Regions from separate parts of the Sus scrofa genome. Here region 2 is linked to region 1. The links are chromatin contacts, called in public Hi-C maps. All regions are on one chromosome and are shown on one strand. Each heading gives the region's core, a stretch centred on a gene start, on an enhancer-like site or on the middle of the called end of the contact. The rest is flanking DNA. Distances are from core to core; before and after follow the strand shown. Region 1 holds the start of LYSMD1 (LysM domain containing 1). Region 2 holds the start of PSMD4 (proteasome 26S subunit, non-ATPase 4).

Region 1 (4,678 bases), core at 1,740-4,239:
AAAAAAAAAAAGCTATTAAGCTGGGGACTATGGGACTATGCCAATCTCTATTGAAATAAAATTGAGGGAGTTCCCGTCGTGGCGCAATGGTTAACGAATCCGACTAGGAACCATGAGGTTGCGGGTTCGGTCCCTGCCCTTGCTCAGTGGGTTAACGATCTGGCGTTGCCGTGAGCTGTGGTGTAGGTTGCAGACGCGGCTCGGATCCTGCGTTGCTGTGGCTCTGGCGTAGGCCGGTGGCTACAGCTCTGATTAGACCCCTAGCCTGGGAACCTCCATATGCCGCGGGAGCAGCCCAAAGAAATAGCAAAAAAAGATTAAAAAAAAAAAAAAAGAAATAAAATTGAAAAGAAATCATTCTGGCCCTTAAAAAAAGTATACAAGCTATTGGAAAGACAAAAACGTAAAAGGTGTAAACCACTGGATTACATAGGTTTATAGAGAGGAGCAAGAGAAGGGAATGCCTGTCTTTCAAGGCCCATTGTGATGACTCCCTTAAAATCTGCACTGTCCCCTTTGAGATAAAAATTAATCTTTCCTGGGAGTTCCCATCGAGGTGCAGTGGAAACAAATCCGACTAGGAACCATGAGGCTCAGATCTGGCATTGCTGTGGCTATGGTGAAGGCCGGGAGCCACAGCTCTGATTAGACCCCTAGCCTGGGAACCTCCACATGCCGTGGGGTATGGCCCTAAAAAGACAAAAAAAAAAAAAAAAAAAAATTAATCTTTCCTGATTTCCCACTCTTTGTTAACCCCTCTACAAACTCACCATATTCTGTCACCTACAATCATTATTTGTGTCCCTGTCCATTTCTCACTAGACTGTAAACTACATGAGGGCAGCAACTCTACATTTTATTTATGGTTCCATCTCCCAAGATGGTTACCACAGTGGTTTGAACATACCAAGCACAAAAACTGTGTGGCTACAGAAATATGGAAGAAAAACCCTCATCAACTTTTTTTTTTGGCCAAGGTGTGCAGCAACTTGATGTACCATCTCAGTTCCCAGACCAAGGATTGAACTTAGCCATAAATTTCATCATCTTTGGTGGTGAAAGCACCAAGTCCTAACCATTAGATCAACAGGGAACTCCTACCTTATCAACTTTAAAGCAATGTATTTTTACACCTACTAAATATACCCTGTCCATGACCTGAAATACTTGGCATAGGGAGTACCTATTTTGTGGGGGTTTTTTTGTTTGTTTGTTTGTTTTTTTTTTTGGTCTTTTGTGTTTCTAGGGCCGCACCTGCGGCATACGGAGGTTCCCAGGCTAGGGGTCTAATCGGAGCTGTAGCCACCGGCCTACGCCAGAGCCACAGCAATGCAGGATCTGAGCCGCATCTGCGACCTACACCACAGCTCACGACAAGCCAGATCCTTAACCCACTGAGCAAGGCCAGGGATGGAACCCGCAAACTCATAGTTCCTAGTTGGATTCGTTAACCACTGAGCCACGACAGGAACTCTGGGAGTACCTATTTTGTACCAACAAGGCTACCTTTCTGAAAAGGAGGCAGAGCACTGAAGAGGAAAAAAGAACAAGAGACAGGCACTTAAGGAACTTAGAACTAAAAACCAGCTCTTCATTATTTCCCATAAATGTTTCAACATTCTCATTTAAAACATTTCTATGTGGTTAATTGTAGGGGCTTTGGAGTTCCCTGGTGGCTCAGTGGGTTGAGGGTCTGGTGGCATCACTGCTGTGTCTCTGTTGTGGTGAGGGTTCAATACCTAGCCCAGGAACTTCCTGGCCAATCCCTGGCCAAAACAAAATAAAACAAAAGGGTATGGGCTTTGGAGTAAGATAGATTTGTTTGAATATTCACTCCAGCACTTACTAGTTATTTGACCTTGGTCAAATTGGTTAACCAATCTAAGTCTCAGTTTCTTCACCTATAAAAAGGGTATAATAATTGTATGCTTGATAGGGATGTGACGATCAGATGCGCTAATGGATGTAAAGTCTTTAGTATAGTGACTGGTATAATAAATAAGAGCTGCTCACCTCCACCGGGATATTGAGACAGGATTTGTCTCAACCAGACAGTGCAACACGAGATGGGACCCTTGTCAATTAATTTATCACAATTAACTAATTTAGACACAATTAGGAAAATTTCAGGTGAAGTTGCCCAGAGGGCCACTATATCCTCATGAGGAATAAATCTTTTCTGAGTGTCTGCGTCCCAATCCTGGAAGACTCACCGTCACCCCGTATTTGAGTGCTAGTCCAGCCAGGGTGTCTCCGGGCGCCAACTGATGCTCCAGGCGTCTTTCCCTCACCGGGGAGCAGGCAGACTGCACAAGGCTTCCATAAGAACGAGCCCGGCTCCCTTGAAGCAGTCCTGACCCCCCGAGGGGGGCCTGTCTAGAGGGAGAGGCCATCTCCTCACCCTGCGGACAACTGGAGTTGCAACTGCGGGAGGCCCGGCCAAGTGACCGATAGTGACAGGCCCGGGGTCTGGGAATGAAAATCTGGAGGATTCCTTTCCCTTTCTGTGTTCTCTCCTAAGTCTCTCCGCCTTCCCCCCACTAGGCGACCTCTGACTCCTGGCTTCCCCGCCTTCCAAGGCCTTTTCCCACAAACCTGTAACCTGACTGTTCAGTCCCTACCTGAGTTTCTCCTTAGTACCCCTCCGACTTTCGATCCCCCACAACTCGCGACATTGACCTCTGACCTTTGACCACTAGACACCCTCCTCTACACTACAGAGTTTGCCCCCAGGTCGGTCCGCCAGACCTCCCAGCCCCCAACCCCGATTCCGCGCGTCCCGGGCTTGGTCGCTAGGGTCGGGAACTAATCAGGCCCACTCCAGGTGGGCTGTGGCCTCAGGCGAAGGGCGTGATGACCGCGAGAATCTGTAGCACACTTTCCCCTGAGAGATCCTCAAAGGTACGCTCCGCATCAAATCAGTCACACTCTCAAACTCGGGATCCACAGCTAGGTTCCTCTTTCTCCAAACGCCTCTAATCTGCCAAGATGCAAGGGCCTGAATCGGGCAGGGCGGCAAGCTCTTTGAAAAAAGACTTCATTTCCCAAAAGGCTCCGCGCCGGCGGGGTCGCAGAGCACCATAGGAAATGCAGTCCCCTCTATGGGCTAGAGGCGGGTTTTCGGGATCGCGCGGCGCATGCGTGGAAGCGCATCCCGGAAGTAAGGGGGCCAACCGGAAAGAGACAGGAAAGAAAGGAGACGTCCCACTCTTGCTACGGTGGCCTGAAAGGAGTGGCGAACGCGGCGCGATAAAACTTATATTTCTGGGGCTCTCACAGTCGTGATGTCTTTCAAGAGGGAAGGGGACGATTGGAGTCAACTCAATGTGCTCAAAGTAAGCGCGAGAGGAGAGCATCTGGAGCAGCTTCAGTTGCCGTCTGAAGGCTGTGAGGGAGCTGTTTTGTTGCTGTGGCAACAACTCGGGGGAGGGGGGCGGAGGAAGCCAGACGATTGGAACTGGGCCGACACCCCTTCTTCAGCCCAGATCTCTACCCTTCTTGTGGCCTTTATTCCCTTTGAGTCCTCGTCCTTGTCATTTCCTTTTTGTTCCTCCCTCATATCCAGCTGACCCCGTCCTCATTTCTTCCCTTGTTCCCTGCAGAAACGGAGAGTCGGGGACCTGCTGGCGAGTTACATCCCAGAGGATGAGGCGTTGATGCTACGGGATGGACGGTGAGGACTAGGAGTGGATCAAGCCTGGGGGTTCTGCGGTTAGAGGCTCAACAAACTTTTGTTATTAAGCAGATTGGAAAGAACAAGGAATCTTTGGCGGGGAGTGAGTAACAGGGATGTTGGTGGTGGAGACTGGGAGACTTGGGATTTGGGCTTTGGAAAGGAGTTCTAGGCTGTGGTGGAACCTATGGCAGAGACTCCACTCCCCAGGAACCAATTATCTTCTCTCCTCCTCTCTAGCTTTGCTTGTGCCATCTGTCCTCACCGACCGGTACTGGACACCCTGGCCATGTTGACTGCCCACCGTGCAGGCAAGAAACATCTGTCCAGTAAGTTTGTGGGAAGACAGAGCATAGAGAATAAACCCTTAAAGGGTTTATTCACTCTGGGTGCCCTCCTTTTAATTCTCTTTCCCTTTCTCCTGAGGCCTGCAGCTTTTCTATGGCAAGAAGCACCCAGGAAAGGGCCTGGAGCCAAATCCAAGACAACAGAATGAATTGAGGAGAGAAGAGACCAAAGCAGAGGTAATCAGAGAGGGGAGGGTGTGTTCCAGGCTGCACACCTTAGGCTTGAAGGCTCTGGATTCTTTCTAGCTCTGAAGGTTCTGACTTTGTCTCCCATCTCCATGCCAGGCTCCTCTGTTAACCCAGACTCGACTTATTACCCAGAGTGCTCTGCACAGAGCTCCTCACTATAACAGTTGCTGCCGCCGAAAGAACAGGTCTGTGGGGTGGGTAATCCAGAAGTAGGGAGGAACAGGAGATCGATCGCTCTAAAGTACTGTTTTCCAAATTGGATTCTGAGGAATACTAGTGTTCTGGAAATGCTAACTTGAATTTCAGGAAAAAAGAATTTTGTTTGGGAAATAGGATTTTGTAATCCTGTTTGACGCATAGTAATATTACGAGTTCCCATCATGGCTCAGCGGTGAACAAACCCGACCAGCATCCATGAAGATGAGGGTTTGATCCCTGGCCTTGCTTGGTGGGTTAAGGATCCAGTGTT
Region 2 (5,179 bases), core at 2,064-4,563, 78 kb after region 1:
TCCGTGAAAACACTGGATCCTTAACCCACTAAGTGAGGCCAGGGAATGAATCCAAATCCTCATGGATACTAGTCTGGATACTACACTATAGAGTGTAGCCATATAAATATTACACACACACACACACACACACACATATATAAGTAATACTTTCTTTTATTACCATTGCCTGGTATATTTTTCCTCTCCCTTAACTTTTGCCTTTTGTCACTTAGTTTTCTCTATTTACATTGTATATGTGCGGTTTTTTTTTTAAATGTATTTCTTGGAGTTCCCATGTGGTACAGTGGGTTAAGGATCCAGCATTGTCACTGCAGCACTCAGCTGCTGTGGTGGCCTGAGCTGCTGCAGTTAGGGCTAGATCCTTGGCCTGGGAACTTCCACATGCTGTGGAGATGGACCCCCCCCCAAAAAAAATGCAATTCTTGTCTTGTTTTTAAAATACTTTGTTTGGGAATTTCTATTGTGGCTCAGCAGTAAGGAATTTGATTAATATCCATGAGGATTCAGGTTTGATCCTTGGCTCTGTTCGGTGGGTTAAGGATCCAGTGTGGCCATGAGCTGTGGTGTAGGTCGAAGACGTGGCTCGGATCTGGCGTTGCGTGGCTGTGGTGTAGGCTGGCAGCTGTAGCTCTGGATTCGACCCCTAGCCTGGGAACTTCCAAATGTTGAAGCTGTGGCTGCCACCCACCCCCCAAAAAAGCAAAAAACAATACCCCCCCCAAAAAAAACCACTTCACCAACATCTGGGAGTTCCCATTGTGGCTCAGCAGTTTACAAACTCGACAAGTATCCATGAGGACTCGAGTTTGATTCCTGGCTTCCCTCAGTGGGTGAAGGATCCGGCATTGCCATAAGCTATGGTGTAGGTCGCAGATGTGGCTTGGATCCCTTCTTGTGCGGCTGTGGTGTAGGCCCAGGAGCGGCTGGCTTTGATTCCATATGCCATAGGTTTGGCCCTAAGAACAAAAGAAACAAAAACAGGAGTCCCCATAGTGGCGCAGTAGAAACAAATCTCACTAGGAACCAATGAAGTGGTGGGTTCAATCCCTGGCCTTGCTCAGTGGGTTAAGGATCCAGCATTGCTGTGGCTGTGGTGTAGGCCAGCAGCTGTAGCTCTGATTTGACCCCTAGCCTAGGAACCTCCATGTGCTTCTGGTGCGGCCCTAAAAAAAAAAAAAAAAAGCAGAAACAAAACAAAAACAAACAAAACGTCTAGGTAGTAACGACGAATTTACCATCTCCATCTAACATCTCTGTCCCCATCCTTGCCCCCCTCCAAGTTAGAGACCTGGAATTCCTTTACGTTGGTGTATGTGCAGGAATGTAAGCCAAAGCATTTTCTTTTATTTATTTATTTATTTATTTATTTTTGGTCTTTTTGCCATTTCTTGGGCCGCTCCCAGGGCATATGGAGGTTCCCAGGCTAGGGGTTGAATCGGAGCTACAGCCACCGGCCTACACCACAGCCACAGCAACGTGGGATCTGAGCCAAGTCTGCGACCGACACTGCAGCTCATGGCAATGCCGGCTCCTCAACTCACTGAGCAAGGCCAGTGATCGAACTGGCAACCTCATGGTTCCTAGTCGGATTCGTTAACCACTGAGCCACGACAAGAATTCCAAGCATTTTTATTTTTATTTATTACTATAATAATGGTTATTATTTTTGGCCCCGTTGGAGGCATGTGGAAGTTCCCGGGCCAGGGATCTAACCCTCACAACAGCAGCAACACAAGCCGCTGCACTGATAACGCTGCATTCTTTTTTTCTTTTTAGGGCCTCGCTCGCGGCATATGGAGGTTCCCAGGTTAGGGTTACAGCTGCCGGCATACGCCACAGTAACATCAGGTCTGAGTACACCACAGCTAATGTCAAGGCGGGATCCTTAACCCACTGAGGGAGGCCAGGAATCGAACCCACAACCTCATGGTTCCTAGTCAGATTCGTTTCCGCTGGTCCACAAAAGGAACTCCAATAACGGATTCATCCTTAACCCACTGGGACACAAAAGAACTCCTAGCATTTAAAAAAAAAAAAAAATTTTTTTTTTTAAGTGATGCCACTCAAGGCATACCGAACTTCCTGCACCAGGGATTTGAATTGCGCTGCAGTTGCAACCTAAGCTACAGGGGGTAATGCAGCATCTTTTAACCCACTGCAGCCAGGGGATGGGGATGGATTCCTCACCTCCATAGCCACCTGCAACTCTGCATGGGATTCGTAACCCATTGCGCCAGAGCGGGAACTCCTTAAATGGAATTTTTGATTAAAATCCAATATGGTTGACTAAGTTATCTCCCATTCTTTGGGAGATTAGTTAAAATTATTGATTTGTAAAAACTTTTCTGCATTCCTACCATGTGTTAGGCTATGTAGTGGGCTCAGGGATAGAAGTGATTAAGACAACTTTCCTGGAGTTCCCGCCGTGGCGCAGTGGTTAACGAATCCGACTAGGAACCATGAGGTTGCGGGTTCGGTCCCTGCCCTTGCTCAGTGGGTTAAGGATCCGGCGTTGCTGTGAGCTGTTGTGTAGGTCGCAGACGCGGCTCGGATCCCGCGTTGCTGTGGCTCTGGCGTAGGCCGGTGGCCACAGCTCCGATTCGACCCCTAGCCTGGGAACCTCCATATGCCGCGGGAGCGGCCCAAAGAAATAGCAAAAAAAGACAAAAAAAAAAAAAAAAATGTATGCAAAAGAAGAATGAAAAGTATAATGAGTTCCCCATGTACCCATCACCTGGCTTCAAAATTGTGCTATAACGGGTCACCTTGCTCTACATCGGAAAATTGACAGAACAATGTAAACCAGCTATAATGGAAAAAAAAAAAAAAAAAAGACAACTTTCCTGCTCTTAATGAAAAGGGAGCGTTAGATACACAAACAAATGCAATTCAGGGGTAAAAGGGTTTAGCAGTTAGACGAACAAAGTGCCATGGGGAACAGGGGGAGCTGAAAAGTCACTAGTCATCCCACCATTATTTTTAAAAGATGATGCTGGAACAGACATAACCATAGCACTTGTCTTTTTTCTTTTTTGCCACGCCGGCTGCATGTGGATTTCCAGGGCCAGGGATGTAACCAGCGCCACAGCAGCCACCCAAGCCGCTGCAGTGACGAGGAAGAATCCTTAACCCCTTCAGCCACAAGGAAACTGCAATCCCTTTTATTTTGGCGGCGCCTACAATTCCCAGAACGCATCGCGGAGGATGGAGGCGGAACCAGTTGGTCGATCAGAGACCTATGATTGGTGATGAACGCTGGGCCAATTGGAGGAGTTGTTGTTAGGTGGTCCAGGAGAACCGGTCGGGGAGGGAGAAAGCTGGCAAGATGGTGTTAGAAAGCACTATGGTTTGGTGAGGAACTACTTCGGGCCCCTGTGGGGCAGCGGGACTGGGTCGGGGGCGCGTGTAGCTCGGAGGCCGGGCAGGCCTGGGGTGGGGACGGGGCCTTATGGGCGAGTTGAGGCCCCGGGCCGGGAAGGAAGGCGGTGCATCGACTCCCTGAGTCATCCCCGGGCCCCGGAGTTAGTTCCCGGAGAACAGGCCCCGGGTGTCCCCCTTTAATCCTCAGCCCGCGTACAGCCATTGACCGGCCGATTCTTGCTGCCTTTCTCTATTCCAGCGTCTTTAGCTAGAGTTCGACTCTCAGACTCATCCTGATGGTCTTCTGCCCTCCTCTTCTAAATGATGGATGTTAGGAAGAGATGATAAATCCCTTCCCCGTCCCCATTTACTCGTGTCTAACTCTATTGCCTTTCTCTGTATCATCTTCAAAGGTACAGCTTACAGGTTGCTTTCTAAATGTCAGGCGTTTAACTTACTTTATTTCACTTAAACCTCACTATACTTAAAGTCCCTCCCTTTTACAGATGAGGATACGGAGTCTCGTCAATTTTAAAATGACTTACACAAAGTCACACAGCTAATTAAGTAGTGGAGCTAAAATTTAAACCCAGAATTATCTGACACAAGGGCTCTTATCCAGTGAGCTAGCTCTCTTCATCAGTCTCATACTTGGCTGAGTAGCTATTAGGAGTCGGATTAGAAGCTGAGAACACAAACTTTTGCAGGGTTTCAGGAGTTTCTTCTAAGTGTGAGCATAGAATAAACACAGACTAGTACGCAAACACAAACAAATAGCCAGTTGGATGGACAGACACCCAAGAGTATCTCTGCCAGGAGGTTAGCATTGCTAGATTGCATATAAGCTGCCCATTTAAATTTGAATTTCAAATAAGCAATATGTTTTGATGTTAAAAATGGATATAAGTATATCTCAAATATTATGTGGAACATACTTATACTAAAAAGTTATTGTTTATCTGAAATTCAAATTTATTTTTATTTTTTTATTTTATTGTCTTTTGTCTTCTTAGGGCCTCCCCTCGGCATATGGAGGTTCCCAGGCTAGGGGTCCAGTAGGAGCTGTAACCCTGGCCTCTGCCAGAGCTGCAGCACTGCAGTATCCAAGCTGCGTCTTCGACCTACGCCACAGCTCATGGCAGTGACAGATCCTTAACCCACTGTGGGTGGCCAGGATGCTACCCAAGTCCTCATGGATGCTAGTCGGGTTCATTAACTGCTGAGCCACAGAGGAAACTCCTGAAATTCAAATTTAACTGGGACTCTGCTGTCGATCATGGCTCAGTGGAAACAAATCTGACTAGCATCCATGAGGATGCAGATTTGATCCCTCTCCTTGCTCAGTGGGTTAAGGATCTAGTGTTGCTGTGGCTGTGGTGTAGACCGGCAGCTCCAGCTCCAGTTCAGCCCCTAGTCTGGGAACCTCCATATGCCATGGGGGCAGCCCTAAAAAAAAAAAAAAAAAAAAAAAAGGACAAAAAAAAACGTAGAAAGAGGACAGGATTTGGAATCAAAAACCTCTGTTTTAGGTCATGACTAGCTACATGTTCTTGAGAATGTATTAAATCTCTCACTTTTTTAAAAAAATGAGAATAATAACATCTATTTTTCTTATGGCTTAGGTAGGTAAAATGTATAATATGGAGCTCTGTAAATTGTATAGCACTGTACGTATATTGGTTTCCATTGCACTTGAGGAATCCTTGAGAAAGAATTTAAGAAAGGTCTTAGATGTTGAGGAAGGGAAGCTATTACACGTGGAGAGAAGAGCATAAAGCTGCTGCAGTGTAAATTCTCAAGGTATGTTTAGGGAGTA

Evidence for each region. Hi-C and Micro-C count contacts between places; a contact is called where the count stands out from the background.
Region 2: a Hi-C map of skeletal muscle shows a contact between it and region 1, with 8 times the contacts expected there. The contact joins the promoter of PSMD4 here to the promoter of LYSMD1 in region 1. A contact is called at or near these places in 1 of 5 promoter capture datasets (liver), 7 of 47 Hi-C or Micro-C datasets (heart right ventricle, liver, psoas muscle and 1 more) and 2 of 2 datasets of contacts at active chromatin or transcription factors (alveolar macrophages and skeletal muscle).

The regions. Positions count from the first base shown.
Region 1 is chr4:98,080,862-98,085,539 of Sscrofa11.1, reverse strand. It overlaps LYSMD1 (LysM domain containing 1), which reads right to left and starts at 2,989. Exons shown (of 3, transcript NM_001243501.1): 1 at 2,214-2,989. The coding sequence starts at 2,393. It overlaps SCNM1 (sodium channel modifier 1), which reads left to right and starts at 3,166. Exons shown (of 7, transcript XM_001929657.4): 1 at 3,166-3,335; 2 at 3,603-3,673; 3 at 3,914-4,002; 4 at 4,100-4,197; 5 at 4,306-4,394. The coding sequence starts at 3,285.
Region 2 is chr4:98,002,778-98,007,956 of Sscrofa11.1, reverse strand. It overlaps PSMD4 (proteasome 26S subunit, non-ATPase 4), which reads left to right and starts at 3,313. Exons shown (of 10, transcript NM_001044535.1): 1 at 3,313-3,354. The coding sequence starts at 3,329.